Regions from separate parts of the Mus musculus genome. Here regions 2, 3, 4, 5 and 6 are each linked to region 1. A link is a contact called in public HiChIP or PLAC-seq and promoter capture Hi-C data. All regions are on one chromosome and are shown on one strand. Each heading gives the region's core, a stretch centred on a gene start, on an enhancer-like site or on the middle of the called end of the contact. The rest is flanking DNA. Distances are from core to core; before and after follow the strand shown. Region 1 holds the start of Clpb (ClpB caseinolytic peptidase B). Region 2 holds the start of Fam168a (family with sequence similarity 168, member A). Region 3 overlaps Arhgef17 (Rho guanine nucleotide exchange factor (GEF) 17). Region 4 holds the start of P2ry6 (pyrimidinergic receptor P2Y, G-protein coupled, 6). Region 5 holds the start of P2ry2 (purinergic receptor P2Y, G-protein coupled 2). Region 6 holds the start of Fchsd2 (FCH and double SH3 domains 2).

Evidence for each region. Promoter capture Hi-C pulls out the DNA fragments that hold promoters and counts their contacts. HiChIP or PLAC-seq counts read pairs in DNA pulled down with a chosen protein or histone mark.
Region 2: an H3K27ac HiChIP or PLAC-seq map of large pre-B cells shows a contact between it and region 1, with 4 times the contacts expected there. The contact joins the promoter of Fam168a here to the promoter of Clpb in region 1. A contact is called at or near these places in 2 of 39 promoter capture datasets (both in liver), 1 of 484 Hi-C or Micro-C datasets (B cells), 1 of 115 datasets of contacts at active chromatin or transcription factors (large pre-B cells) and 1 of 9 other capture datasets (liver).
Region 3: a contact with region 1 is called in an H3K27ac HiChIP or PLAC-seq map of embryonic stem cells, with 5 times the contacts expected there. The contact joins the enhancer-like site here to the promoter of Clpb in region 1. A contact is called at or near these places in 1 of 15 datasets of contacts at CTCF or cohesin (large pre-B cells), 1 of 484 Hi-C or Micro-C datasets (cortical neurons) and 3 of 115 datasets of contacts at active chromatin or transcription factors (bone marrow-derived macrophages, embryonic stem cells and large pre-B cells).
Region 4: a contact with region 1 is called in an H3K27ac HiChIP or PLAC-seq map of embryonic stem cells, with 3 times the contacts expected there. The contact joins the promoter of P2ry6 here to the promoter of Clpb in region 1. A contact is called at or near these places in 1 of 15 datasets of contacts at CTCF or cohesin (large pre-B cells), 5 of 115 datasets of contacts at active chromatin or transcription factors (embryonic stem cells, large pre-B cells, pro-B cells and 1 more) and 1 of 9 other capture datasets (liver).
Region 5: a contact with region 1 is called in a FOXA1 HiChIP or PLAC-seq map of pancreatic cancer cells. The contact joins the promoter of P2ry2 here to the promoter of Clpb in region 1. A contact is called at or near these places in 1 of 39 promoter capture datasets (embryonic stem cells) and 4 of 115 datasets of contacts at active chromatin or transcription factors (embryonic stem cells, extraembryonic endoderm stem cells, large pre-B cells and 1 more).
Region 6: a promoter capture Hi-C map of embryonic stem cells shows a contact between it and region 1, with 4 times the contacts expected there. The contact joins the promoter of Fchsd2 here to the promoter of Clpb in region 1. A contact is called at or near these places in 2 of 39 promoter capture datasets (embryonic stem cells and hippocampal neurons), 1 of 484 Hi-C or Micro-C datasets (embryonic stem cells), 2 of 115 datasets of contacts at active chromatin or transcription factors (embryonic stem cells and large pre-B cells) and 1 of 9 other capture datasets (adipose tissue).

The regions. Positions count from the first base shown.
Region 1 is chr7:101,660,751-101,665,786 of GRCm38.p6, forward strand. Clpb (ClpB caseinolytic peptidase B) reads left to right here and starts at 3,001. Exons shown (of 16, transcript NM_009191.4): 1 at 3,001-3,463. The coding sequence starts at 3,061.
Region 2 is chr7:100,704,613-100,709,648 of GRCm38.p6, forward strand. It overlaps Fam168a (family with sequence similarity 168, member A), which reads left to right and starts at 2,023. Exons shown (of 9, transcript NM_001362169.1): 1 at 2,023-2,281.
Region 3 is chr7:100,902,392-100,907,427 of GRCm38.p6, forward strand. All of the region lies in intron 1 of Arhgef17 (Rho guanine nucleotide exchange factor (GEF) 17), which reads right to left. Among named protein-coding and RNA genes, the nearest start is that of Mir3102, 23 kb to the left of the region's middle. Within about 2 kb of position 2,385, at least 13 of the 459 cell types and tissues checked have an H3K27ac peak or open chromatin away from gene starts, as enhancers often do.
Region 4 is chr7:100,962,167-100,967,202 of GRCm38.p6, forward strand. P2ry6 (pyrimidinergic receptor P2Y, G-protein coupled, 6) reads right to left here and starts at 2,200. Exons shown (of 3, transcript NM_183168.2): 1 at 2,053-2,200.
Region 5 is chr7:101,009,194-101,014,229 of GRCm38.p6, forward strand. It overlaps P2ry2 (purinergic receptor P2Y, G-protein coupled 2), which reads right to left and starts at 2,805. Exons shown (of 3, transcript NM_008773.4): 1 at 2,519-2,805.
Region 6 is chr7:101,106,385-101,111,420 of GRCm38.p6, forward strand. It overlaps Fchsd2 (FCH and double SH3 domains 2), which reads left to right and starts at 2,391. Exons shown (of 20, transcript NM_001146010.1): 1 at 2,391-2,655; 2 at 4,355-4,452. The coding sequence starts at 2,635.

The DNA of each region.
Region 1 (5,036 bases), core at 1,751-4,250:
GGAAGAAAGAAAGAAAGAAAGAAAGAAAGAAAGAAAGAAAGAAAGAAAGAAAGAAAGAGGCTCCATTACAGACCACAGGTCTGCCGAGCTCAAGGCAAGGGACCAAGAAAAACAAGAATTCATTCATCAGGGAACAGAGCATAAAACTAAGTTGGAGAAGTCAATATGTCTTAGGGAGACGAGTTAGACAACCGGAAAAGTAGTGAAATCTCTGAGGGCTCTCTGCTCCTCCAGGACACAGGTACATTTATTCTAAGTCCATATGAAAAATGAAAACATAAATGGGAAGAGTCAGGAGAGCCCTGGAAACCATCAGCAATGGCAGAGGTGTGGGGTTAAAAATACTCTAAAGGGGGATGACCATGTAGCTCAATGGAAGAGTGTTTCCCCAGCGTGCACAAGGTCCTGAGTTTAATCCCCAGCACCACAAACAAACAAACTTACTATGTAATACTAAAAACAAGGGGCTGAAGGGTGCACGTGACGGCACACGTCTTTAATCCCATACTTGGTAGGAAGAAGCAAGCAGCCTGTTCTAGAAATTGAATTCCAGGGCATCCAAGGTACACAGAAAAACCCTGTCTCAAAAAAAAAACAAAACAAAAAAAAAAAACAGACAAACAAATAAATGGGCCTAAAAAAATGACTCAGTGTATAAGAACATGTTCTGTTCTTACAAAGGACCAGGCATGATTTGGTTCCCAGCACCCAAATGGTAGCTTACAGCCTCCTGAAACTCTGCTACAGGAGATCCCAGAGCCTGTTTTGGCCTCCTTGGGCTCCTCCATACACACAGAGCAAATATAGACATGTATAACACACACACACACACACACTTCCTCATCTTTTGTACAAATGCCCACCTATTCCTAACAGTGTAACACTATTACAAAAGGAAACCAAATATGGAAGAGGCTAGAAGGTCATCTACACACCCACATCATGAAAGGAGTTTAAATAATATAGCATTTCCATCCAGAGCAACACAGGCTTTGCTGAGGGTCCTTGGTGCAATTGGGTAAATTCAAAAGAGATCAATAACCAGAAATAAAATGTAAAGTCATGCATGAGTGTGTGATTGCTTCATGATCTGGGCATGAGAAATCCTTCCTAAATACTGTCAGAGATTCCATAGAAGTAGAGGTAATGTCAAAGTGGCAAATTGAAAAGAAACACCTGCAAGGTTTTTTTTTTTTAAGTTTGTTTGTTTGTGTGTTTGGGTTTTTTTGTTTTGTTTTGTGTTTTTTTGTTTTTGCTTTTGTTTTTCAAGACAGGGTTCCCCTGTGTATCCCTGGCTGTCCTGGAACTCACTCTGGAGACCAGACTGGCCTCGAAATCAGAAATCTGCCTGACTCTGCCTCCCAAGTGCTGCCACCATTGCCTGGTTTAGTATTTTTTTAGATTTATTTATGCATTATGTGTACAGTGTTCTGCCTGCATGTATGCCTGAAGGCCAGTAGAGGGCACCAGATCTCATTATAGATGGTTGTTAGCCACCATGTGGTTGCTGGAAATTGAACTGGGGCCTCTTGAAGAGCAGCCAGTGCTCTTAACCTCTGAGACATTTCTCCAGCTCCAACACCCACAAGTTTTAATGCAGACTAATCCACTTCCTATGAAGAGTTCCAGAAGTGGAGAAGGAAAAAGCAAAGAATAGGGCAAGTGTCATGTACTGACCTTTCTTAGGAAAATGGATGTTAGCTAGAGTGCTCCATGTACAGGTAAACGCAGGCATGAGACTTGAGTGGGACAGATGCAAACCAAGGCTTAAGACCTATTCTCAGCCAACAGGCTAATGGAAAGCCCCAAAACCTGCTTTAACAATTCAAACAAGCCAGCTAGGCACCACTGGATACCAACCAGCAAAGTACCTGGGCCTGTCAGAAGCCCTGGCAGCCCAGACAAACTGTTCCCTCGATCTAGCTCAAGAGGCTCTAATGCAAGAGCAGGAAGCATTCCGCCTACAAGGCTTTCTCTGTATCCTCTAGATCAGGAGCAACTCTATGGAAGGTACAGCTTTGAGCCAGGGTAAAACAACACCCCAGACAATCCCAAACCCAGTTTTGTAATTCTGTGAGACACAAGGGGCCAGACACAGATATATGAGTAGCTAATTGTCAGCTAACTACAGAAGGAATCAACTGAAACACAATTCATAGATTCACTATTATGTAACAAACAAGATGGCTCAACTATAAAAGACACTTGCTGCCAAACCTAAGGATCTCACACACACACACTCACACACACACACACACACACACACACATCTTTAAACACACACACACACACACACACACACAGTCTTAAAGTCTTTTGAGACAGAGTCTCTCTGGCTCATAACCCTGACTATCTTGAAACTCACTATGCAAACTAGACTTTCTCAAATTCAGAGAGATCTGCTTGCCTTTGCCTGGAATGCTGGGATTAAGGACACACACCACCTTTCCCAACACTCAACATCTTTTTGAAAAGCAATAGCAACTCAGAATAAAAGTGGGGAGGGGTACAAGTTACTTAACAGGTCTTCATCGAAAATGCAATTTTATTTAAACACTAGGGAAGTTGTTCTAGGATTCCTGTATTTTGATTTTCGATATTTTGATTTGATATTTGATATCTTACACAGTTGGGGCTGACCTAGACCAAGAATGTGATTTTGACCCAGACCTTGAATTCCCGTTCTTTCAGGTTCCCACCTTCCAAAGGCAGGGCTTAAAGTTCTGTGTTAATACAAATACGGGGCTCTGGAATCTTGAATCCTAATTGCCACGCCCCACCAGAGTTTTCCTTTTTGCCACGCCCCTCTGCCCGAACTGCATTTCCCAACATTCTTCCAGCTCCGCTGTCAGCGGTCATTGTGATGTCATTCCACAGCCCTCGGGGAAATGTAGTTTGTTTAGTCTCCAGCTAGAGAAAGATCTGGGGCTGTGGACTACCACTCCCGTGAGGTAGTGCGCAGTCCCACCTTATAAGCGGCGTCTTCGAACGCGCCGCGGCAGCCATGTTGATCGTGGCTAGCACAGGGGCCGGCACCAGCGGGTTTTAGAAGCAGGTGTCATGATGTTGTCCGCGGTGTTGAGGAGAACCACGCCAGCGCCTCGGCTCTTCCTAGGGTTAATCAAATCTCCATCTCTCCAAAGCCGGGGAGGTGCTTACGGCCGTGGCGTTGTCACCGGAGACCGCGGGGAGCCGCAGCGGTTGAGAGCTGCCGCTTGGGTGCGCCCTGGAGCATCTTCTACCTTCGTCCCCGGACGGGGGGCAGCCACCTGGGGGCGCCGTGGAGAACGCACCGAGATCCCATACCTGACTGCCGCCTCGTCGGAACGCGGTCCTAGCCCCGAAGAAACACTCCCGGGACAAGACAGCTGGAATGGGGTCCCCAACAAGACGGGTCTGGGCATGTGGGCCTTGGCCATGGCGCTGGTGGTTCAGTGCTACAGCAAGAATCCATCCAACAAGGGTGATTATGGGGTCAAACTGGGTTCAAGGGAGAGGTGGGTGGGTGGGTCATGACTCCTTTGGAAGGTTGAAGGTATTTGTAAATTTAAACCCGCATAACCTTACCTTGAAGAAACCCAGTTACCTTCTGCTGCCAGGAGCAGCAGATGGAAAACTCACTGAAGTTACATCATTTCCCATCGTAGGTCTAGCACCCTCTTTGGGATCAGTTTGTATACAAGTATAATTGGGGACATTGGACTGACTAATTACAGCCCGGTCCTTTTATGTACCAATATTATATCTTGTCCATTAGTCTTTCAAGAGGTCTCCAGGAAGCCTCAACAGCTTTAGGGACCGCCTCTACATGTTTTTCTGCGTACATAGGTCCAAGGAAGGAGGACACTTGGTTCTGGTGCTAGCCTGACCCCATGTTCCTCTCTAATCTTAGTTTCCCCACTGTCTAATGAAGGCAAGCTCTCAGTGCTCTAATATTTTGACCTTTCCTGGAGTTCAGAGTCTGTTTAGTTGCTTAGAGTTTTGCTTAGTGTCATGTTTAAGATGAGCTGGATACTGTGGAGGGTGTGTGTGTGAAGCCTTGGGGGACAGGGAGTTGGCTGAAAGTTGCTCTCTGGAGACTTACAGCAGTGGGGGAGGGAGGGAGGAGGTGGAGGTAGCTAACTCAGATTGGCTTCTTACCTCAGTTGCTTAGAGTTGAGCAGGAGCTGCAAGGGTGGCCTGGCTGAGCCCAACCTCTCAGGTTTTCAGTTGTCAGTGCCTGCCTGTCCCATGCACCCCAGACTCTGAGATTGTTGAACAAGATTGGAGACCGCCTTGACCTTCCCTTGTTTGTTTAATAAGATGGGGCCGCTTGGAAAGAAAGGACTTCTGGATGAGGAACAAGGACACGGAGGATCTTGTACTGTCTTTGTAAATCTGGACTCTTAATCCTTCTTTGCTGCCCTGCGTTTCCTTTCTATTGAAGAGGGCGTTGAAGTAGGTAGGGCCTTTCTAGTTTAAGCATGCGGGAATTGTATGGTTTCCGCTTGTGCAAACATGAAGGTGGCACTGTGCTTAGCTTGGACCTAGGTGTTCAGAAAATCCCAACTTAAAACCTAGCCAGCTAAGGGGAGAGGGTGCAGCAGCCGGTCATGCAGGGCTAGTGAGTATTACAGAGGATCAGAGAGCTACTGGGGTCAGGATAGCCTTCCTGGAGGACTGGAAGTCCTTGCAAGATGTGGGGCTTGAGCTTGGTTTCTGAAGGATAGCATAGGAAACATAAAGAGGGTGGGGGCCTGTGTAACCCACGAGGGCAGGACCTCCATCTTACCTCTGTTAGTATTTCCTTAATACCAAGCATCTGTCTACCAGCGTGTGACCCAGAGAAGGGAGACATTCACATGTGGTCCTTGGATTGGATTGGATTCCATTCCCAGACTTCAGCTAGCCTCATGTGGACAGGCTAGCAGTTTGGCCAGTGAGGGTTGGAAGACAAGGTCTTTGGAATAAGGTGAGAGAAGATGAAATGGCCCTGCATGCCAGGCAGGGGCGTTTGGAATTGTGTAAGCAGTGAAGAGCCATGGTCATAGGGACAG
Region 2 (5,036 bases), core at 773-3,272, 960 kb before region 1:
TTAGGCTGACTGAGGTGGGAAGGCTTACCCTAAATATGGGCAGTGCACGGGATGGGGTTCTTAGATGGAATGAAAGAGAGAACAAGCATCTCCCTCTCACGTGACCTGCTCCTGGGGCCTTACTGCTTACACTGATGACGTAATAGTTCTGTGCTATGGCTCAGTGGGAGATTTTACTGTAGGTCTGAGGGAGAGTTCAGCTCGAGGCATCTGGAAGAATCCAGAGCAGAAAGAAGAGTGGTAGAATGAACATGGCCAACAGAATGGACTTGGCTATGAGGTGGGGCAGGGAAAGAAAGAGAAAGAGCTTACCAAGAAAGAGGGGCAAGAGAGAGGAGGCCAAGAGAGCCCAAATATTAGGGTTATAGGATAATGAGAAGCCGGGGGGGGGGGGGGAAGCCCATGAACTGAAGAAATTTAGGGTCATGTTAGAGCCAAGGAGTCTGTAACAGGTTCTTATGAAACTGAGGGATCACTAAGCGGTGCATGGAGGTCAGAATGCTCTTTGGTATGCTAATAGCCAGGCACCACAGGTCACTATTTGTCCTGAATTTCTTTTGGACCTGACACTTATCTTCCCTAAGATAAAACTGTAAATTACAGTAAACCCTTCCTTCCTTCCTTCCTTCCTTCCTTCCTTCCTTCCTTAAATTGCTCTTATCAAGTATTTTGTCTCAGCAACCAGAGAAGTAACTAATACAGTACACAACTACCATTATTTTAATAGTGGGATTTACAGAAAGGTAGACACACAGTCCTGAAACACTGTTTAGGTAAACAAGACCCAAGGAAAGTTTGTAGGTGGGAAATCAAGAGGTTGTTGTATTTGGAATATCTATAGCTGTATCTGTGTGTGTGCGTGCAAGCATGTGTGTGTGTGTGTGTGTGTGTGTGTGTGTGTGTATGCATATGAAATAACCTTTTATGTTTAAAAAACGGTGTGTGCTTCCTTAAACAATTCAGACAGTATAAAAGATAAGAGGAACCTGAAACCTAACAATTCTTTCTTTAAGATAATCACTGATAACATTTTGGAGAATCTCTTCACTGAAATCTTTACGCTTTTATATCCTCGAACTTCAAATAAATCGAACCTGTCTAATCTTGCTGTTTTTGCTATCAATTTGCCCCTCTGACAAGAAATTGTGAAAAGCCTTTCATGTCTAAAGATATTTACCATCATTTTAAATGGCTGCTTAGCATTACGTTGAATACATACATCACTATTTATTAAATCAGCCCTCTATTGATGAATATCTACATCCTTCTCAACTCATATTCAACAACCTCCTATAATAACCGTGGGCATTGTTTTCCAAAAATTTTTGATAATCTTTTTAGATTAAATACTTATAAGTAATGTAAATGTAAACAAATGTGCTTTTTACATGAGGATTTAAGTTGCAGACTTGTCCTCTGATTTTCAGGGATGCCAGGGAAGCTGATGCAGCATTAGTTCTGGCGAGACAGTGACAACGGAGATGGCGAGGAGAGTACAGAATTACAGGTGATGTAGCCAATCTAGGCCCAAGCTCAGTGGGTTGGAATAGTCCTTCCCCTTTTTCTCTCTTTCACTTCTTTTTTTCTTAACATGGAGGAAGGACTGAGAACTGCATGTCCCAGCATTTCGCAAGGACCACACTCCTGGGAACTGTAGTACCGGGTCTGAGAGGGGTCCGGAAGGAGAGAATGGGAAACTGTGTGCGGCATGCTGGGAGGTGTAGTCCCTTGGGCGGAAAAGAGTGCATGTGTAGGTTGTTTTGCTTCATGGAGATGAGGCTGCGGAAATATCCAACTTCCCTCCCAAGAGGCCTTTGAGTTTACAAAAGCCCGTGGGAGTCCATTGTCTGTGACCCAAGAGGGTGCGGTCCAGGACCGGAGCAGGGTTGGGAGAACCAGGCCGCGCAGGGCCGTGGCAGAGCATGCCGGGAGTTGTAGTTCAAGAGCTCGGAGGCTGTGGGACGTGTCGGGACAGCGCGCCGACTCCTCCTCCCCCGCCCTTCTCAGCGGTCCCCCGCCCCCTCCCTCCGCCTCCTCCTCTCTTGCCTGCAGCCGAGCGTCCCCTTCCCCCACTGTCGGGTTTCTCCGCGGCTACTGCAGAGGATTCAGATCTGAGTAGCTGAGGAGAAGGAGGAGGAGGCTCCCGTCCCTGCGCGCCATCCACCACCCTACTGGACACGGACGAGGGAACGAGAGCGTCGCCGCTGTAGCCTCCAGAGAAGACAAGGGCATCGCCGCTTCAGTTGCGGCCGCCGCGGTTTTCGTCTGCAGCAGCTCGCCGGTGAGGAGACCCCCCCTCCGCCCCCCGGCCCGCTCCCGTGGAGCCAGGGCTGGTGGCGCCGGGGAGAACGAGGGTGGGGGCTGTAGGGCCCCCGCGCCGGCTTGGGGGAGGGGACCGAGGTGGCGATGGAACGGCGGGCTGGTGGGGGAGACTTGTCCGTACGCGGGCTGGGAGTGGGGTGAGGGTGGGACAGCAGCAGGTCAGGGAGGGTAGCGGAGGGGGGTGAGGGGGTAGGACTTTACATGGAGGGATAACCAGACCAGGGATAGGAGCATGGGGTGTGTAGGGTATTGAGGTGGAATTTGGGATTGTCTTGGGGCGAGGTGGAAGGTGAGATTGGAGTGGGATGTCTTTTAATGGGGGATGGGACTGAATGAAGGTGATGATTTGGGGTTGGCCTGAAGCAGTTGACAGCTTGTGATCAGAGCGGGGTGGGGGCTAAGGAGATGATTTCAATGCCAGTGGGATATAAACGTTGGATGGGACTCTAGGGAGTGCTAATTTTGGAAGGTGGGACTTGGGGTGGACCTGGGGAAGGAAGATGGAGATGGTAGGAGCTGGGGGTGAGGGCTTTGGCATGGGTTGAGACCCCAGCTTGAAATGGGCTGTTGTCTTCTGGGGATGATGGAATTTGTGAATACTTACGGAAATAGGGCTTGGAGAGAACAGAAGAGGTAGGAATTGTTTGGGGTTTTCTTGAGGTAGGCTGCTGCTGGAGGTTTGAATTTGGACTGGTAGTGATGAGACCTCCAACTACAGGAGATGGATGGATGAGGTAAGCTGACAGGAGGGAGTGAATTGTAAGTTGGGCCCCAAATAGGAAGACAGGGATTGAAATTGGGGATGAGGGCTCAGTGGAAAAGGATTTAGGATGAGTTTAGAGTCTCTGGAAGGAACAAGGTGGCTCCCCTGAGCGGAAGTTGGAGGTAGAGGATATGTCAGACTACTCAGCTGGACTCAACTAAAATAATTCTGGCAGGTGTCGAGCAAGGTTAGTGGATGGTATCATAAAGAAAATGTCTCTCTGCCAGTTTTGCAGAAGAAATGTCTGTGATAAGCTGGTTACCTGTGGTGAGGTGGCAGCGGGGATGGAGTGGGTCAGTTTATTTAGGAAAGGAAGGATTAAGATGTCCTCCAAGACACACCAGAGGTTTAGGGGTTAGAACATTTACATCAGCTGCTTGGGTGAGAGACAGTAATAACAAGACCATTAGAAGGGTCTTCACAGGGGACAGAGAAGGTACATTAAAGATTCTCCTAGAGGATATCTCATGCTATCAATTTGACCTTTTTGTTTTACGTTGGAATTGTCTGGAAATAGCAGCCCCAAGGGTAAAGTTATGAGAGAGCCATTTAAGGTAGAATTAAGGGAGAGTGGGGAGTCTTGCAGTTCCTATGTCAAAAAGGGAAAGTTGGGGGCTCTCAAAGCAAAGGTGGGAGAAGGTGAAACTGTCTCTGCTTTCTCCTTTCCCCCTCCCCCTGGTAAACTGAAACTAGTCCCGGAATTTGGAATTTAAATAGACTTTGATGAACTTGAGGTTGTTAAGGGTGCATTCTTGCTTGAGAACTGATTAATGAGACTGAAAAATAGGAAGACTGAATTTATTTTCTAGGCAGGCAAGGTGCATGTATGCAGAAAGAGGTTAGCAAGCCCCACCTCCCCCCAATAAAATTGATTGCTTGAAGTCTCCATTTATTGGTGTCCTGGTTTGCAAGGCAATTAGGCCCATCATTGTATTGCAGGCTAATAATCCTGAGATGAGTCTTGGCACCATCACTTTATGTAAACAGAGAGAAGACAGGAAATATAGAAATGTAATAAATATTCATTCTTTGGTGAGATGGTTTGGTACTGATGGAATTTTTCATTCGATTCTCTTGACATGATAAGCTTTTAAATAATTGGGCTGTTTCTACAAATTGAATTTTCTTCTAGAGAAATTCAGGTGATCAGAATTCTGTCAGGTGTGAATAAAAAGTGTAACATGCAACCATATTTTGTTGTTAAGAGGATGCTGTTGATGTAGGCACACTGCATAAGAGAATAACTGCATCTGTTCATCAGAAATTTGATGTAAAGGTTGTCGATGAGTTTATTCTTGGGGTTGGAAGGCTCAGAGGAATGTAAGGAGGGTATGTCTTCAGGAAGACTGTTTTCAGGTTTAATTTCATTAACTCTAATATGTTAAACTTGACGTGGCTGTTGATTAGAGTGTAGTCTAGGGAAAAAAGAGGAGAAATGGAAAGGAGATAAAATTGATCTCAATGGGAATTAAAAATACTTTCTTTTTTCTGTTAACGTTTTAGTGTTCAGCTAGAAAGCAAAGCATTTTTCTTGGTATTTATAATCGAACACATAAAAATGCCCATTTAGAGGGTGGATTATCCATGGAATTAGAAATGTCTTTTTTTTGAATTAATTTTTTTTAATTAGGTATTTTCCTCATTTACATTTCCAATGCTATCCAAAAAGTCCCCCAATACCCCCCCCCCACTCCCCTACCCACCCACTCCCACTTTTTGGCCCTGGCGTTCCCCTGTACTGGGGCATATAAAGTTTGCAAGTCCAATGGGCCTCTCTTTCCAGTGATGGCCAACTAGGCCATCTTTTGATACATATGCAGCTAGAGTCAAGAGCTCTGGGGTACTGGTTAGTTCATAATGTTGTTCCACCTATAGGGTTGCAGATCTCTTTAGCTCCTTGGGTACTTTCTCTAGCTCCTCCATTGGGGGCCCTGTGATCCAGAAATGTCAT
Region 3 (5,036 bases), core at 1,135-3,634, 760 kb before region 1:
CAACTGTCAGGAGAGGGCTCAGTCCCACCAGACCACCGGGTACCTGGCTCTGAGACCACCCTCTGTCAGCCCCAGGGAATCCTGGTCTAGCGACCTCCACCAGGTCTGTTGACAACTTCCCCAGCCATCTCTGAGGCAATCCTGGCTTCCTGCTCGCTTGCCTCCAGACACCATTCATTCCACCCGCCCTCTGAGACCCACCAGACCTTACAGCTACTGCTGGACCACTGGAGGACCAGATGTGACAAAGGCTAGACCTAGAGTGGACTAACGAGAGTCATGGTAGCGGCTGAATAGCTGGAATGGTGAGAGATGAATATGCACGTGGATGGGTGACAGGCCACTGAGTCAGGGGCAGATGAACACACGACTGACTGCACCTAGTGGATGGGCTGCTGCTCTGATTGTCACACCATTCTCTTGACTAGTTTAATAAACACTCATCAATCACCAACCAGGTACCAGCTAAGCAGTGTGCTAGGCTGATGATGATGACTTTAATGTATGAGGGTTCGGTCTGCATGTACACCTGGCTGCCAGAAGAGGGCATCGGATCCTGTTATAGATGGTCAGAAGCCACTGGAAGTTGCTGGGAATTGCCAGTGCTCCTAACTGCTGAGTGAACTCTTCAGTCCCTGTGCTAGGAACTTGAAGATAAGGTCTTAGACTGGGAGATGGCTGGGCATATGGTTAAAAATACTGGCCATTCAAGCCCAATGACTTAAGGTCCATTACCAGAACTCACATAAAAGCCAGATGGGACAGCATCCATCTGTAATCCCAGCACTCTTATGTTGAGACAGGAGGCAGAGACAAGAGTGATCACTGGAAGCTCACAGGCCAACTAGCTGGAGCTACCTCAAAAAAAAAAAAGGACTGTGAGAACTATCTCCAAAAACAGTCCTCTGTCACATGCATGTTGTGTCATGTGCACCACCTGCACACCAGAAGGAAAGGAAAGGAGGAAAGGAGGAGGGAGGGAGGAAGGGAGGGAGGGAGGGAGGGAGGGAGGGAGGGAGGGAGGGAGGGAGGGAGGGAGGATGTTTATGTCCACACCCAGGGTTTCATTAGGAAGACAAGACCTGAAAGAAATGACCCAAGACCAGGCCGCTGGGGTGTAGCCAGCTAGTCCAATGCTTGCCTCATAAGCATGACGCTTGGGGTTTGAACCTCAGGACTGCATAGACCTGGCATGGGAGCACATGCCTGTAGTCTCGGCGCTGGGGAGGCAGGAGGATGAGAATTCAAGGTCATTTTTGATAACCAGGGAAGCCCCATATCAAAAAGAGCAAAGACAACTCCTAAGGGAGACACAGGTCTGGAAAGCAGGTGTCATCAGGCTTCATGGGAAGGGTCTGCAGACCTGCCCAGCTGTCTTTGTCAAAAGATCTCTGGAGGGGCTGGAGAGATGGCTCAGTGGTTAAGAGAACTGACTGCTCTTCTCAAGGTCCTGAGTTCAAACCCAAGCAACCACATGGTGGTGCACAACCATCCGTAATGACTCCCTCTTCTGGAGAGTCTGAAGACAGCTATAGTATACTTACATATAATAAATAAATAAATCTTTAAAAAAAAAAGATCTCTGGACCCCAGAGCTGCCCACACTGGACCACGGGGAGCCTGGAGGATCTTTCTCCATGACAAATACTGTTTGCGTGGGTCTTAGATTCATCATTGCTTTGTAAGCGCTGGCTCCTTAACCACCAACCTACATACACCAGAGCTCTGTTTCTTGTAACTCTCCCATTTTATAAACCAGGAAAGCTTCGAGAGGCCGAGGCCGTCCTGCTGGTAAGGTAGGACCCAGCTGGCTGCCTTCAAGCCTGCAAGCTTCCTGCACTTCCGAGACACACTGGCTGCCTGAGTCACCTTTCTCTGGTCTCTTCTTTCCGAGTCAATGATATAAAGAGGTTCCCTTGAGTCAGGAACATTCTGGAAGATGAATACAATGCTGCCACGGGCCATGCCAGGATCAAGGACTACCAACCCAGATGTGCTGTCTGGCTCTCCTGCCCCACCCATACCCATGAAAGTGGAGTTGGTACTACACAGTCGCAGCCTATAGGCCATCTACTTCCCAATGGCTGCTGCCACCTCTGATGCTCCGTCATCAAGGAGACAAAAGTTACAAAAGGATTCCGTGGTATGGAGCCCAAGATGGCTGGCTATGGAGCTGTGTATTTCAGGTTCAAATCCTCGCTACGCTACTTAGTATGTGGATTGGGGAAGACACTTCATTTCCTGGGGCCCCCGCTTCCTACCACCCTTTCCATTGCCCATCCACTCCCCTTGGTTCCCTAGATCACTTCCTGCCATCAGTAGACCCTCCTTTCTGGAAGGAGAGGCCTCTTAAGGTTTCTCAGTTCCCAGGCCTCACAGGCAGCTGGAAGGGAAATGTCCAAGCCACAGAGATCTCTGGGGACTGGCTGCCCCGGGTGGGGCTGTCACTGGAGGATGAGCTCTGGGGCTTGGAGGGAAAGCTCTGGGGCCTAAGGAGCTAAAGCGCCTTCCTGCTTCAGAGGCAGAGTCCTGTGTGCAACTGGAGACGGGGTTAGGAGCAACATGAAGCACGGCCCATCTGTGTGGCCCCTTAGTTATCTGTAGCCACAACTGCACAGCAATCCATGTTGTAACGAACCATGGGGTTCTAGGCAGAGGTTAAAAACTGAAGGGTCTTTCAATAATGATCAAAACCAGCTACGTTCAAAATAATCCCAAACAGAAACCAGCAACACACCACTAGCCCTCGCTTACAAAGCATTTGCCGTGGGTTCCACATGGACTGCGTCCTTTCCATGACTGCCTCCTGTCCTCACAGTCACCCCGGGGTGATGTGTCGGGTGATATCTGTCAAAGCTCGTGTCCACAACATTGTCCATCTGGTAGGCTCTTCCTCCAACATGGTGCAAACACTCTTCTCACACAGCATGAGGTCCAGGGCCCCTCTTCTCCAGACTGGATGGACCTTTGTTACTCTCTTGGACACAGATCACTAGCAGAAGTGAAGTCACAGGACACCTAAAACTTGCTCTTCTGGCTTGTCCCAGTGATGACGGGGATTGAACCCAGGGTCATGCAAGCACTCCACCATTGTGGTGTTCTTTTGTTTGTTTTTATTTAATTTATTTAAAAAGTTTTAGATTTCGTGTGTGTGTGTGTGTCTGCATGTATGTTTGTGCACCGCATGCATACTTGGTGCTCTCGGTTACCAGAAGAAGGTGCCGGATCCCCTGAAACTAGAGTTGTGGATGGTTGTGGACTACTATGTGGGTGCTGGGACCCATATCCAAGTCCTCTGCAAGAGCAACAAGTGCTAAACTGCCGGGCCAGACCTCTAGTCCCTGCTTATTTATTTATTTATTTATTTAGATTTTTCGAGACAGGGTTTCTCTGTATAGCCCTGGCTGTCCTGGAACTCACTTTGTAGACCAGGCTGGCCTTGAACTTAGAAATCTGCCTGCCTCTGCCTCCCGAGTGCTGGGATTAAAGGTGTGCTCCACCACGCCCGGCACTCATTTATTTTTGAGAGATGGTCTCACTATGTAGCCCTGGCTAGGCTGTAATTTACAAAAATCCTCTGACTCTGTTTACCAAGTGCTAGGACTAAAAGCACGAGTCACCACACCTGGCTTCCTCTAGAGATTTCTAACTTTGATAAGGGGTCTCACTAAGCTGCCCAGTTTACCCTTGAACTAGCTGTGGCAGGTCCTGAACTTTTCCTACTCAGCCTCCCAGTACCTGGGACTACCTTGCTCCATGAAGCCTGGCAGCCTGCATAGCCATAAAGCCCGGCCTACATGTTGGGAGGGAGCCCGGGCCACATGCCATGTATAGATGTTCCAACTAACGGCTTAGACGAGGCCCGAGCCAAACATCAATATTAACTGCTAAGTCTGAGAGGAACGAGTCTAGCCCAGGCACCACCTGACTACCATGAAACTCACAGTGAAAAGGAGACAGAGGCCCAGTGAGGCAGACAAGGATGCCAGGGCCCTGCAGACAGGAAGAGGCAGTGCTTGGACCTAGAGCTCTTGCTCTACTGGCAGAGAAATGAAGCCAGGCTGATTTCTGCATGAACCCACATTTCATCTGTTGGCCCAGAGGGGTCAAGTTGGGACCCCAGCAGGGGCAGTAGTAAAAAAATAAAACAGAGATCTATTGGCTGTGAAAGAAGCAAGAGGTAGCCCTCGCTCTCCTGGCTGGATTCCAGGCTGTCTTCTGATGGCTAAACCCGGCTGGCCCATCTCTCAGCCTAGAAGAAAATCCCTGACCACAACACTCCTGGCCCATCCCAGACCTGGGGTAGAGCATACACTGCGAGGTCCTCGATGGGGACCTGAGGTACAATTTCTCTCCACAGCCCTATGTAGGCCTCACACTGTCCCTGAGTGCCCTGTGATAACTCCCCAGTCCAGTCTTCAACACACTACAGATCTATACTTTGCCAAGACAGTAACAGAATCCAGGAGCACCTCTCTGACCTCCCAGGAGCACCGTGGTCTAGGAAAGACACCGGTTCCTACAGGATGTGTACTGAGAACTTCAGTGGGGTGACCTAGGCTAAGATCTAACCCCAAGCAAATGGCGTATCAGCAGCTGAAAGACTTCACTAAGTTGCAGGGCACATAAATAAGAAGTCAGGCCAAACCTGGGGCACCCTGAATTAGGAAGTGGGGCTGACAGCTGTATTCGTTTCCCTGGATGGCTAAGACATAGATGGAAACAGAAGGGAGGTCTCAATGTCTGCCTGCCCCAGGACTACAAGAATAATCCAAACAGGAATGAGTATAAACTAGACATACACTGGGTACATAACATGTACCTATTGGCTGGCCTTCCTGCTCTGTGACTTAGTTTCCCCTTCTGTAAACAGATGAAGGAGGTGGGAAAGTTCAAGAGGGTTCTAAATTCCCCACTAGGTTCCCAGAGGGTGACTGAGGTCATACTGGGAGAAAGGCATGGCTGATGAAGCCCAAGTGAGGAAGCTGGGGCTCTAGGACTGCACTTCCACCAAGCACTGCTAGGTGGCAGCAGAG
Region 4 (5,036 bases), core at 950-3,449, 700 kb before region 1:
ACAAGTGTGCAGAAGCCTGAGTTTGGCATCTAGCATCTTCCTCAAGCTCTCTCCACTTTATTCATTGATATGGGCTCAGTTGAGCCCAGACCTTGGTAGCACAGCTAGCTGGCTTGTTCCTGTTCTCACCTCCTGTGCTCTGGCATTATAGATGACCCACCTCACTCACATGGATTCTAGGGATCTGAACCCCCATCCTTACACTTACAAGGCAAACACTTTAACCTCTGAGCAATCTCCCCAGTCACACACTTTCAGCTTTGCATCAAAGGAGTTGTTTGCTCCTTCATTGAGGTGTTCACTCAGCCAGACAGCCAGCACATTAGCCAGGCTGCCACAGTGAAAACCGAGTTAGGTCTTAGGAACTGAAGTCTAGTATTGCCACCAGCAGGCTGAATTCCATGAATTCTGAGATAGGCACTTCTCCTCACAGACCTCCATCTCCCTGTCTGTAAAATGGAATACTAGTAGCATCTCCAGAAGACATTGGAATATCACAAAGATTCAATGGGACAACTGAGGTTCCCAGCCAGCTCTGAGACTCAGAGGGAGGGTGGTGGCATAGAGGAGCCAGGCAGATTCTCAGCACTGAAGACAGTCCTATAGGGACCCCCACCCCCCAGTGAAGTCTGTAGGAACAGTTCCAGGGTGAGGCAAGAGGACAGGCTAGAGATAATAGTTAGTGTTAGTTTCTAGACTATGACCCCCCAACTCTTCCTGGTAAACTAACAAATAGTAAGGATATACCAAAAAAAGAAAAAAAGAAAGAAAGAAGAGAAGAGAAGAGAAGAGAAGAGAAGAGAAGAGAAGAGAAGAGAAGAGAAAAGAAAAAAAGAAAGAAGGAAAGAAAAAAATTTCTCCAGGCTGGCCTTGAACTCATTACGTAGCTGAGGATGACCTTGAATTTCTGATCCTCCTGCTTCTACATCCTGAGTAGGGGCATGACAGATACTCACTGCCATGCCCAGTATCTTGTAGTGCTGAGGATCCAGCCCAGGGCTTCAGACATGCTTTGCAACAAGCTGAGCTTCATCCTAGCCAAATGGAGTCTCAGCAGTAGAAACTCCCACTGGCACTGGAGCTACACACACTCACGAACTACACATCCACACCTTTGTCTTGCACACACATGCAGATGCACCATGGAAGGCATAGCACTTGGTACATGCATGTAATCCTAGCGCTGGGAAGGCTGCGCCAGGTACAAAGCTAGCTTCGTACGTTCCGGAGGTAGCAGTACCAAATATGGGGCGCCTGCCTGCCTTTCCTCCGTCAGGATCAGCAGAGGCAAATGTGAACAGAAACCCTCAGAAGGATTTAGCCCTGCTCCCAGATACATCCAATTACTCTGCTTTTCTTCCCCTTAACAAGCAGTGCCTGGACTCAGGGAATCCGTTTTCCCAGTGGAGTTAACCTCAGGCTACATTGTATTTTAGCATCCTTCCTGCTAGTTCCTGCCAAGGCGCCTGAGCAGCTCTGAGAGTCCCGCCCAGCCCCTCCCCAAGGGACCCTCTTTACTCTCTAAAATTTGACACACACAGAGTTTTGGGTTTTTTTTTTTTTTTTTTTGAGATAGGATCTTTCTGACCTGCAACACACAAGAGATGCACTATGCAGAAGAGGCTAGTCTTGAACTCACAGAGATTGCCTACCTCTGCTGGGATTAAACACATTTATATGCTATATCATCTAGCATAGACAATACTCAGGCACATGCTCAGCTACTTGAACTCACAGGTAAGAAGTTGAGGCCCAGAAAGGGGAAAAAATGTCATGTTTCATTCAGAAGTCAAACTCTGACCTCTGCCTCAGTATTCCACCTCCCCACCCAAGACACAGTCAGGTCCCCATTTCCTTGCCTCCTCCACTCCAGGCCTCTGTGCCTTGTCCCCCGGTGTTGTGCAGCCTAGTTCTGGGCAGAACTTGGTAGAGGAAATAAGAGGAAGGGAGAAGGCCCCACACCCACCCACACCTGCTCAGCCTTCTGCACCCAGCCCGGGACTGCAATGGTGTGCACAGCGGGCAAACACTGGAGGAGGGAAGCACCCTTACCTGAAAACTCCCTCTGACACAGCAACCGCCTGCAAGCCATGAGAACTGGAGCAAGCTAGACTCCCGAAGCAGCCCCTGCCACCAGGCAGTTCTTGTGCCCCAGAGTGCAGGAGTCTGGGAGGTGGCAGATGAGGTAACTGGGACTACCAGGAGGGGAAGTGACACTGTCTCTCAGGCCTCAATCTGGAGATCTTGCTCAAGTGTCTGGCACAAGGCTGAGTCAGCCACTGCCGGACTAGGAGCAAGTCACCCCTAGCTCTGCCCACTCAGCCTAGCGATGGGGACCGTCGGACCATCAGTTTAGCCTGAGGGTTCCTGGGAAGATGGAAGGAGGGAGCACTCAAGGCCCAGGGCTGGGCACAGGGAGGCTCCTAGCTACACACCAGCTCCCCTCCTGGCCTCTCTCAAGTTTGGACAGAGCCTGGCTCCTGCTCATTACTGCCACAGGGAACAATTACCCTGGTTTCTCAGCAGTGCCTGGAAGGCTCATTAAGAGAGACCCAGACCCCAAGATTAAGGAATCTGTTGTCTGTGACTCCAACCATGCATGTCCAGACACCACTCTCCAGGGACCAAGAATGGCTCCTCAGAAAGAGGGTGGCTTGGAAGAAGGGCAGAACAGGGGTGACTCTTCCTCCCTAACCTCCATCCATCCTGGGGCTTGGGCAGGACCAGCAGAAGGCAATGGATAGCTCTGCCTGGGTACTTGACTGGCCCGGACAGCCCCTCCCTGTCAATCGGATTATCCCCTATCCCCTTTCTCCTCGTCTGGTGTCATTTACTAGGAGTGAGAGTGCAGAGCAAAGTCTCTGATCGGAGGTGAGAGCTTTAGAGAAAAATCAAGAGAGGTGTGTTGAGTAGAGTTAGGGTCTCCTCAAGTGGACTGAACTAGGATTTACTAGGTCTCCGTTTCCTGTACCACTTTCTGTCTCTCTCTGGAGAAGTCCACCCAGCCTGGAGGAGACCGTACCTCAAGCCCTACAGGATGGAAGCAGGCCAGGAGCTAAGGCCAGGCAGGCTCCTGGGCCCTGCTTCAGTTCGGAACGCCAATGCTTTGATTTGTGCCCAGAGCCTGGCCTGCAAGCCCTCTGCAGGCCAGAAGAGGAAATACACCCTCTGACCTACCCCAGCAGAGGGGTGGCTCTGGGGCCTTGCCTGGGTTCCAAGACAAGGCAGAGGTGTCTTGTCCCTTGGTCCTCTTCCCTGGCATGTATACATGAAAGAAGAGCCTCACAGTGGAGTTGTGTGAGGGAGCTAACACAGCTCCAGGTGTAGGAAGATCAAGATTCCCTACACAAAGCTTGCTTGGTGGTCCTAGCCTGCCCCATCCCCTAGGCTCCCAACCAAGCCCATTTTTCATACTCTAAGCCCCAGAGGCAGAAAGCATTTTCCCTTAGCCCAAGGATAAGATGGCACTGGTTAACTCTGCTTGAATTTGCTGTGTGACCTTAACCAGTGTCTGTCCCTCTCTGGATCTCAGTTCTCCTATCTGTAAGATGTAGTAGTAATAGCAATAGTAATAGTAGCAGCTGCAGTAGTAAGAATGATGATGATGATGATGATGATGATGGTGGGGTGATGATGATGATGGTGGTGGTGGTGGTGATGATGATGATGGTGGTGATGATGATGATGATGATAATAAATGAAGGCACCCACATCTTGGTGGTACCATGAATGGTCATCACAGTAACTAAAAGGCAATGTGCAGACCAAGATAACAGAGGGTATCACACGTTCCTCACATCCTGAGACCCTGATCTCTCAGGGCCCCTGGCAGCAGGCCCATTCTCTTGATAAGAAGTAAGTGTGACTTCATAGAAAACAAAGAAGTCGCTACTCCCACCCAATAGCAGGCCACTGACAGGAAGATCCCTCTGTCCCTGTGTAGGGAAAATCCTGAAAAGGAATACTGCAGTGGGGGGGGGGGGCAAAGTATCCAGAGGGTCAGCTCCCAGGCGAGAGGACGTGGCAGTCAACCTGGAGGAATGCTGGGCACGCACACTTGCGGGCTGGTCAGGGAGTGCGTTCACCTCTACATTGTGGGGTACAGTGCTTGTGTGCATCTGTGCCTTTGCTGTGCTGTCTACATACCTCACTCCAGGGTACCCCAGAATTCCCAGTCCACAGCAGTGTTTTCCCAGGCCCGCAATTCCAGGGCAGCTCAGATGCCATAGGAGATTTGTAAGGTGGCAGCCACCACAGGCTCCTCGACTTTCCCCAGAACAAAAGCAGTTGCATAAGAAGAGGAGGAAGGCTTAGGGGATTAAGCAGGCTCTGCCAGATCAGCCCTGGGTGTGGGCTTCTCTGGAAGGGCCAAAAGCCCCACTATCCTCAGACCTTTAGTGGCCCAAAAGCAATGGGCACTGAGCCTTCTTCTACAATGACCTCTCTGCCTCGAGCCACCTACAATAAGTCAGACACTCCCACACAGCCAGGCTACCCTGAGAGCCCTGTCCCTGGTGACCACTGCTGGATCAAGCTCACTGCCTTCCTTCTGGCCTTCCTTGGGTATATTTACCCCTTGCAGAACTGTGCTTCCTGCAGCAATAGATGAGAGCTCTCCCTGCCCACTGAGGATTGAGAAGGAGCCACGGGTAGGGATGGTCTCTTGTATATTCTAGGTCCCAAGGCCCTTATCCGATGGCTCCTTGCCACCCTCAAGATGTGAGAGAGTCAACACCATTCTCCGTTCTGTCTGGAATAGGAGAGGCCTGGTTGGGTTCTGTAGGAGATGTGGCCTCCCTGGGCGTTAGTGTCACTTCAAGCTCTTGGCTAGTAAGCTGGGTGCTGTTCTCAGACTGGGGGTAGGGGGCGCTCTGGCTGAGCCACAGAGCTCCTTCAACCCATCCCACTAGGATCCTGGGGCTGCTGTTTGCCATCTTAGGAAAGTACAGATACCCAGAAGAAGAGCAGGTAGCCCATGTCCACCCGTGGTGTAACCCCTACTGAAGTATGCCCATCATATTCAGACTTAGTACACA
Region 5 (5,036 bases), core at 1,555-4,054, 650 kb before region 1:
GAGTTTACAAAGATGGTACCACATGGAAGGTGGTTAGTACCAGAGTTTGGAGAGTAGGGGACCACCATAGTTATAATGATGCAGGCAGAAGAACTAGCATCTTGCTTTGGGACTCCCTGTCAGCCTCCTTCCCAACCCAAGCACAGGCTTGACCAAAGTCTCTCTTACAAATGGCACTGGAGGCTAGGCACTCTTCAGGACACTGTATCCATACAAGCCAGAGGAAGACCTAGTGCCCAGGCCTTTCTTCTTCAGTGGCAGGGACAGGACACCAAAATGGAGGATCCAGTTGGGCCCAGCAGGGTCCAGATGTCACTCTCTGTATCAGAGAATCCTGCTACTCATTCTATATCAAGATTGATATATGCCCTAGGGTTTGGGAGACAGGGCAATAGAGAGCTACTCTCTCTTGAGACTGAAGGACTAGGATGTTGCTCAGTTGGTAGAATGTTTACCTAGAATGCAGGAAGCCCTTGGTTTGATTGCCAGCACCAAATATAATGGGTGCATGCCTACGAGCCCAGCATTCAAGAGGTGGAAGCAGAAAGATTAGAAGTTTAAGGTCATTCTACACACTGAGTTCAAGGCCAGCCTAGGCTTCATAAGACCTTGTCTTGGGACAGGGGGATCCACTACAGCGACTCTTCATGGATCAAGACCTTTCTCTTCTGAATACCCACAGCACCTGGTTGCTCATTTCCCAACTACTCCCCGGCACCTGCTATGTGCTCCATCTGTGCCAGATAATAAGGACAAAGTGAGAAAGAGATGGCCGGGCTTCATAATATAACTAACCACCTTCTCTAGAGAGTAAGGAGGGTCTTGCAGCCATGTTCTTCCCATTAGGCTCTTCTGATGGCTTAGGGACCCAAAGGCATCTCAGGAGGAAACTATAGGTTAAAGGGTGCACAGACAGGCTCAGGGAAGGCAGTTAGGAGAGAGAAGAGATGCATCAGAGGGCACTTCTTAGTTAGCAGGTCAGCAAGATCTTCCTGGTCCTGTGAGCAGACCTGGGGATAATGGTGGTCATCCCATAAACAGCTGGGCAATTAGGCCACAAGAAAGACCCAAAGAAAGGCTCCTGGGGGCAGCCAGGCATGGTGGTGCTTGCCTTTAATCCTAGAGTTCCAGAGTTAGGCTATGGACAGGTCTCCGCGAGTTGGGGGTCAGCCTGGTCCATAGACTGACATCCAGGACACAGAGTGAGACACTGGAGAAATCAAACTCCCCTCAGCCTAGAAATAAGTAGCACTGCCTCATCCTGAAACTTTGGCCCTGGGCAGGGAGGCCTCAGCTGGGGCAGGTAAGCGGAGTCCCAGGTTTTATTTATGTAGCTTTGTGACCTTAGAGAAGACATTCTCCAAGCCTCTATTTTCTGATCTACAAAATAAAGGCAATAGTTCCTTTCTCATGGGGCCTTTAGGAGGAAAAGATGAGGGATTCTTATAAACTGTAACAAGTAACAGTTCAACAACATTCCAATAGTAGCATAAGCACTTCTCATTAAGAAGAAAGACTACAGCCAGGAAATTAAAGAACTCCTGGTGTCACCCATGAGGCCTTGGTGACATCCTCACATGCTCATCTGGTGCCTGGGGTAGGTGGGCAAAAGGGATCCCGGAAAGGCCACAACCTCACTCTGCATCTGGGCAGCCATTTCTGAGGATTACCCAGTATGCCAACCTGCCCATGTCCTCAAAACTCTGGAGTATCCAAAGCATGGAAAAGGAGAGGGGCAGACCTCCGCAGCAGGGCTTGTCCCCAGCCCTCATGCAGGACCCACACTGGCAGCAGTGTAGAGTCTGTTCAGAGACTCTCCTTCCTCCCACTCCCACCCACAGATAATTGCCACTTCCCTGCCGCCCCAGCCTGATCTTCAAAAGCCACTATTCCAAACTTGATCCAAAACAAGGCTGCTGACCCAGGGACTCTAGGGATGCCATTCTGAGCACAGCAGTCACCTAGCCCTATAAATCTCCAAACTGGAAAGGCTAGTTCCCAGAAGGATCTACACTTGGGTCTAGCTCCTGGAGATCAGTAACACACACACACACACACACACACACACACACACACACACACACACTGTAGCCCTAGTGAGGTGAACACTGTCTTTCTTCTGCCTGACCCTTCATACAGCACCACCTGCCCGATTAAAAGTTTCCAGACAGATCAAAGTCTTAACTGTCCTTATATGAAATTGCACTAGCAACCCACATTCCCACCCCACCGCACCCCCCACTCCCAACCCCACAACCCCGCCGCTGCTGCCACTGCCTCCGGTTCCTCACTGACACCTCACTGACACCGAGTGAGCTACCCAGACTGACTCTGGGGAGAGTTAAGAGTCCAAGCGCAAGAAGTCTCCAGGATTCCCAGGTCTCTTAGCCCACAGACTTACGCCCCAGGGGTACACACAGACTAAGTTCAGTCACTCACACCCTAAGGGTGTGCGCATTTGCCCACTAACACACAGATTCCCCCAGTATGCTGGTAAACACACCAAGATGACACTCACCGAGATCACGCTCTAGAGGAAACAAAGTTCATCAGCGCACCGGCAGCCGGCTCTCACCGCCCAGTTTTGCGCAGTACAAGGGCTGGGAGCCCGAGCCCTCGGGACAGTCACGTAATGGGCTCTCCCTGTTTGGCGCTGACTCGACCGGCGCTCCCGTCCCCAGGCCTCACTTGGCGACCTCTCTTGGTGTCCGCTCCCCTCTAGGAAGCACCTCTCACCTCCCCGCTGCGCTGGTCCCCTCCAAGGGCTGCCGCCGCTGTTCCTGGTGCCCGAGTCCCATGCCGAGTGGCGCAGGGTCCCACGTGCCTGGAAGCGCCGCGGTCCCCGCCCTACTCCGCCCCGCTCCGCACCCCATAGCCTGGCTGTGAGCAGGAGGGCGGGGCAGACTCTGGGCAGACGCCGGAGCCGCCCCCAACCCTTCTAAACAGATGCTTCCAGTCTGCCACCCGCTTGGGGACGCGGTCGGTCAGTGTCGCCGCCGGTCAGCGTGTCCGCCACGGCTGTTGAGCAAGGAGAGGCGGAAGGCGACCGTCCTGGCTGAGCAGAGGTCACCTGCTTAGCTCACCGATTTTCAGCGACGCCCAAGTTTTACAAGGTTTGCTTTGTGCTGGCCTGGCTCCTGTCACTGCCCACCGATGGACCTTTATACTGACCCTCAGCCTTCCCTCCGCTGCTGCCCCATCCCGCGTCACTTACGGATGGACAGATGGATGTGCTTTCAGACTGCTGGTACCAGCAGAAATCTTTGCCGGCTTCACCACCTCCGTCTGCTTTTGCTCTTCGTTCAGGTCACTAACGGGTCCATGAAGTCCTGGTTTAGTTTGATCTCTCATCTTGAACTGCCTCAATTCTTCTCTCTGGCCTGCTCTGAAGACTTTCTGTAGTCACAAACCCCATTCCTGTCCTAGTTTGAGCTCAAAAAGGCAAGGACCACACCAGCCACCTCACTGCTGTCCTGTGAAGGGGTGGATGAATGAGAGGGTGTCTGCCCCCTCCCATTTCTGACTCAGGCATCTGTTAGTATAAGTTCTAGGCCACCTTTAGCACTGTAAGACACATTTTCTGCGAAATGAAGCCAGTCCTTCCATGATCCTACTTTTCGTGTCCATCCAGGGAGTCTTGGGGTGGCCAAATAAACGGACAAGTTCAGAACAAGCCTTTTCCTATGGTGAGGAGTTTGCTCTCTGCCCAAGGGCTGTAGACTTTGTTAGTTGTGTATCCGCTGACTAAAGTCCCATTCGCAGCCCCTGGAGGGGTCCAGAAAGGGTCCGATCTGCAGCCCTGTCCAGAGTGAGAAGGGTGAATACACAGAGCTGGGTGGCTGAGCCTCTCTGCAGCCTCCTGGGGCCTTTGAGCAGACACAAAGGCTCCTTGTCTAACCTCTGCTGGCTATGGGAGCTGGTGCAGGCAGCTTCCAGAAATCTAGATCTCTCCACAGCCACCCTTGTGGCTTTAGGGTCCTCGTGTGAGGGAAGTCTTTCTGGTTATTGAAATCCCAGCGGATTTCCTTTTCCTGATCTCCCTTCTGAGCCGTCAGGTCTTTTTCTGCTGCTTCCCCTAGGACCCAGGATGGATCCTAGCCTCTAGAAGACCCACAGGCTGGACAGTGGGCAGTCTTGGACTTTACCCTTGCTGTGGTCCAATTCCTTTACTTTATAGCCAAAGAAACGACATTCCCAAGGTACATGACATCATGTCAGGTGACCTGGTAAAGCCCGAGTACTCAGATTCAAGTCTTCCTTCACTTTTTCTGTGTCTACTTTCTAAGATTCAGCCCTCTTTTTGTTGTTTGTTTGTTTGTTTATAGCTAGGATCTCCCTATGTAGGCCCTGTTGGCCTTGAACTCACCATGTAATTCAGGCTGGCCTCATTCAGCAGTCCTCCTGACTCAGCCTCTTGAGAGCTGATATTCTAGGCATGTGCTACCACGCCTGGCTCTCCATCTTCTTTTCTGCACAATGTGTTATGTACTCCTGTCTTGCTGTTCTGACTAAATGTCCTTATTTGGGGTCTTGCCCATGATCCTGAGCTTTCTGGGTCTGCAGAGTGAGTATCCCCTCTCAGAAGAGCCTGGGAGGTTAGGTTTCCCAATCCTCAGATTTTGTAGATCACCAAATCCAGTAGACTTCCCTACCCACCCCCCACCCCCACCCCCACCCCCACCCCCACCCCCATCGCATTCCAGTTTGAGCACATTTGCGTTCATATTTTCACGTACTCTGGACTTGAGAGTTTGCAACTGAAAGAGTTTAGAACCTCTATTGATCCAGCCAGGAAATGGGAGCTCTGTGAGACACAGTGAGTACCCTATGAAGTGTAGACCAGCACTGAGGGCGTCTCCCTGAATCTCGCAGCCAAAGCAGGCTAATGGTAAGGCCCAGGCGCTGTAATGGTCCCTGTGAAGTGTAATGAAGCCACAGGGGCATCTGCATTAGCAACAGAAGTTCAGGAGGGGATTGTCAAAGCGCCAGTCCTGGCTCCCCCGGCCCACCTCACATTAGAAGGTTTCCTGTCTCTC
Region 6 (5,036 bases), core at 1,141-3,640, 550 kb before region 1:
TGGATTACATTAGTAGATGTTTGAGACCATGCACAGTATCATTTACCGTATGCTCTAGATGAGCTCCAATATCCACTGAGTGCACAGCAGATCAGTGGTCTAGGAGATCCCAAATCTTCCAACATTCAGAAACTGTATATCCTCAGTATTCACTTCCAAGGACGTGAGGCAGGATAATCCCCGAGACAGAGCAGCTATGCCCAGGACTAGAATTTGGAAACCCTTGATCAGGCACCTGCTGCATGCAGGCCATCTGGGCAGGTGCTGTTATCCTAGCTTTTCCACTCAATAGTCTGGGACTGCGGGTGAATCTGCCTTGCTCACTTCCATACCCTAGTGTTTGGTGTAAGCTTCACATAAAGCAGGGTGGCAGCAAATATTTTACCAATGAAGGAATCAGTGAATGTTTGTTCAGTATTGACCATCTGACAGTGGTGAGGCTGAGAATAGGGCCACCTCCCGACCTCTAGTGGTTGTGCTTCAGAGGAGGTCAGGACTCTGGGTTCCCATCCACTCTTCCCTTGCCCCAGGCCTTCCTTGATCTGAATGAGGACACTGGTGGCAAATGGATGGCTTCAAGGAAACCAGAAACAGTAGAGTAGGCTTTGTAATTTATACACAGCTCTCAACTCTTGACTCCTCATCTCATCTGTTAGCATGTAGGTTAACTCAACATAAAACACCTGGGTAGGAGTTCATCTTCTGGTCACAGAGCCAGTAGGTTATCTGGTAAGTAAGTCATCCTGGTCTAGTCCAGTCTCATGGACTTCCTTTTTGGCCTGAACTGAGTTTCTGAGAACAGCTATCTGGGACTGCAAGTACTGAATGAAGTGGGGGAGGGGGGAGATCCAGCTCACACTGTGGCTGCCTGTGGAGCTGTGGCTCAAAAATAGTGCCTAGGAACGAGGAAGAAGGTTTTCTACTATTCCAAGCAACCCAAAGGGAGCCTGATACTCCTTGGGTGGTCTGGACAGAGTGAGAAGGTGCCTGATAGGACCCTGAGGAGAAAGAGCATTGTCATTGCCAGATGAGGTTGAGTTTATTCAAGTAGTTCAGGACAGGCAAAGTGAGTTGACCTAGAAGTCCTCCCTTCCAGACAAGGGCTTCCTTCAGAGGCTTCCTCCATGGCCCTTGCTGTCTCCCTATGGTTCTTAATCTCACCTAATCCTTTCCTCTGCCATGCTAGTGATGAACTCAGGGCCTCTCTGGCTGCTAGGCATGCGCCCTAACACCAAGCAAGATACCCCTCCTCACACTCAGCCCTTGGGATTCTAGGCATGCCATGTGACCTTGAGAATGGCTCCAATTCTCTGCGGACACCAGCCTTCCTATCTGTGATATGGGAGTGACCGATTCAAGAGATTTTCATTCTTTTCCTCAGTTGACTCCACGAGGTCTGGCTAAGTACTCTGGAATAGGGCATCCATTCCTTTGCCTGGCAATTTTAGGTTATTTCACCTGTCCTCCAATGGCATAGGTCTGGCACCTGCGGCTAGTTGTAAAAGGACTTGTTCATGCTAAATTTCTCAGTGCACGTTTAGCTGACTAGGAGGGAGGGTACGCTGAGGGACTGAGAGAAAGCAAAATCCCGAATCCTCTTAGGTACCTCCTTCCTTATTGCAAACAATCCCACTATGAGCCTAGCCCCCCTCGACTCCTGCCAAATTCCCACACAAACTGTGCAGCCGCAGATGCAGGCGGGAGGCGGGGGCGGCCTGTGCGCGTGCGTCGGAGCAGAGTCCTCTCCCTCCCACGTGCGCGCTCCCGGAGGAGTCGCGCGCCCCAGCGGGCTGGCGGGAAGGCGCGCGGGAAGCCCCCAGCTGCCTGCTCGGTGTGGGGGGAGGGAGGACGGGAAGCGTCCGGAACGTTCCATCGTCGGAGAGAACTGGGGTAGTTCTCGAGTCCCGTTCCCGTCCCCACCGTTCCCCTCGGCCGAACAATCCGTGAAGTTTCCCCCTTTCTCACACCGAGATCCGGAGCCCCGTGGCGCGGCCTGGCTAACCTCCCCCCCTCCACTCTGAAGCAGGCGGTGTGGCCGGGAGCGCATCCCCTCTGCAGCCGGAGCGGGGCGCTGTGGCGCGCGCCAGGGGCCGGAAATTCCCGCGGCCTGAGTGGTTGGCGGAGCTCTAACAGGGGAGCGTGGCGCCGCCTTCCTCCTTCCCGGGCCGGGCGGGGGCGTTGGGCACCGCGAGGGCCGGGCTGCCCGAGTGGGTGGGGGGCCGCCGCGTCAGCCAGCTGCAGCCGGGCCGCGGCAGGCGGCGAGCGCGGACGACGCGGCCGCTCCTCCTCAGCCGCCCGGCGAGCCGCGAGCCCCCCCCCCCCGGCGGCCCCCGCCCCCTGGCCGTCTCCGCCTCCTTCCCTCACACACCCCCCGGGCCGCCCGGGCCCCAGGCCTTCCCGGCGCTCCTCCTTCTCTCCACACTCGCTGCGACCCGGCTGCTCCTGCCGCTCGCCTGCCTCGCAGCCTCCGGGCCGATTCCTCTTCCTTCTCCTTCCCAGGCTCTCCTTTCACACACACACAAGCGCGCGCCCTGGCTTGCTGGGCCGCCCCATTTTCTCCAACCCTCCTCACCCTCACAGTCCTTTAAACGCCGCCGTCAGGGGTGGGCGGAGGATTGATGTCCCTTCAGCATCATGCAGCCGCCGCCGAGGAAGGTAAGGGCGCAGCTGGCGGGGGGCTTTGGAGATTTGGGGGGTGGCGGTGCGTACAAAGAACGCGGCTGGGGCGACCGCTGCGCCCCCTCCCCCTTCCCGCAAGGGACCGTGACCACTCTAGCTTCTTGGCTTGTCAGAGTTGCCGCCCGCCCCAAGCAGGGGGTCGCGTGTACGGGGTGTCTTTCTGACGGAGGGGCGGCCAGTGCTCCTCAGTACTAGGGAGGACACCTCCCTCCCCCCGAGACACTCGCTGGAGTTTTTTTTTTTTTTTTTTTTCTTTCGGGCATGCATGTGTGTGTCTGTCTGCATGGCAGTGCTGCCCAGAGCAAAGTGCATTCTCAGAGCTGTATGGGGGAGAGGCGGGGGAGCCCCTGCAGATTTGCAGAGCCTTGTGCGTGACGGATTGTTTAGTCTGCGCCAGGTTCGAGCCCTCCAGTCGCTTGTCGACACTCCACCCATTGGCAAATTCGCGGGGGGATTTGTTTCAAGTCTCGCCTCAAGATTTGGCCTTTTTTTCCCCCCACGGGGCTGCGGAAAAGAAGTTGGAACGGTCTCCGCCCTCCCACCCCAAGGGAAAGCAAATTAAGGATTGACGGGTCCTGCTTAACCCCCACCCCCCATCCCTTTTGCCCCGCCTCGGGCTAGGGGGCCAGGAAAACAGCAGAGCTTCCAGTACGAAATCCAGAACCTGGCGTTGCATGGTTTGAGCACTACGGTTGGGGTTTGGATGGCCTGGGTGGCAGTGACGGTGCTCTGGGGCTGCCAGCAACTCGGCTGCTCCCTTCTACACCTTTCCGCACTGCCAAGGCTGTGTCCTTGCCTTTTTAAATCTTTCAGATGGATACTAGGTATCTACTCTGAGCAGTGGGTAGAGACAGTTACATCCTTCCCTTGTGGGCAAACATTTGCCTTATGAGTAACTCATCATCTATGCTTCCCTTTCTTTTCTCTTCTTAATCTGATTTTTTTGCCCAGTTACTGATCCTCCCCCTTTCCCCCTGCACGTGTACCCCACCTCTCCATGTAGCTTTGCTCTGGTGGTCGGGATTCCACCACGATCACACACCAATTGAAATCCCAGGGTCCGGCCTGGCGAGGATGGCTCCAGCCAGCTGGCTTTGGCGGTTCTCTCTGTTTGAAGTGGGCTGCCACCCGGCCTGGCTTGCTGGGTTAGTTTAAAAGCCCTGCATATGCTGGAAGGTCACTTTTGCATTCTCCTTTGTGAGAAAGAGATTATGATTTGATGTGCTGTCAGAGTGGAGGGCATCATTCTGAGACTGTGTGCTTTCTTGCAGCCATTACGGAATATTTTATGTAGTTTATTCGTGAATATTATTTCATGATTGTGTACATTTTGGTCGCTAGGTATTAGGTACACTCATCTGTGCTCCCTGCTCCTGTGGTTAATGTCTGAATCTTTGGGAAGCAAGAGAAAGCAGAATGACAGTTTGCACCCCTTTAAACTGCAAATTTTTTTTTTGTATTTGTGAATTTTTATTCAGCCCCTGTCTTACATTCCCTGGCTAGTTTTTTTCATTAAACTTAGTTAAGTAATAAAATTGGATGGGAAATACGAACTTTTTGGTCTTTGGGGATAGGAAAACTAGAAGTATACATTCTAACAAATAGTGTCTTCTTTAAGTAATTTTTTTCCTTCAAATTGTAGTAAAAGCCTTCATAAATACATACTGTGTTTTAGGTGAAAGTTACACAAGAGCTGAGAAACATTCAAGGTGAGCAGATGACAAAACTTCAAGCCAAACATCAGGCAGAATGTGACTTACTTGAAGACATGAGGTAAGATTATAGTAGGAGCTGGAGAACTTCTGTATCTGCTGCCCAGAACCCTTGAGTGGCCAAGCCCTAGGATCTGATGATGGAATTTCCTTTTGGATTTCCTGCTTTCAGGCTGTAGAATTTCGACTCAGCTGGAAGTTAGAACAGGAACTAACACAGTTTAAATTCGACGTACACACACTGTAGAAAAATGAGGGCCTTAAGAGTCTTATCTGTTAGAGCTGGGCATGGTGGCTTATGCCTTTAATTCCAGCACTCGGGAGGCAGAGGCAGGCAGATTTCTGAGTTCCAGGCCAGCCTGGTCTACAAAGTGAGTTCCAGGACAGCCAGGGATACACAGAGAAACCCTGTCTCAAAAAAGAGTCTATCAGTTAGTTTGTAATCACTCAACTGGAAATTCTTACATCTTTTCACTGAGTTGCAAGTTATTTATTGGCTTTAACAATTCTAACATTTTAAAGCTGACACTTGTGGTTAGTGGTTAATATCTGGGATGAGCCAGTCACCCCAGATGAAGCTATACTAGCACTATTTGGCAAGTATTACTTTGTGTTTGAATGTGCAATTCAGTGAGAATGATATGT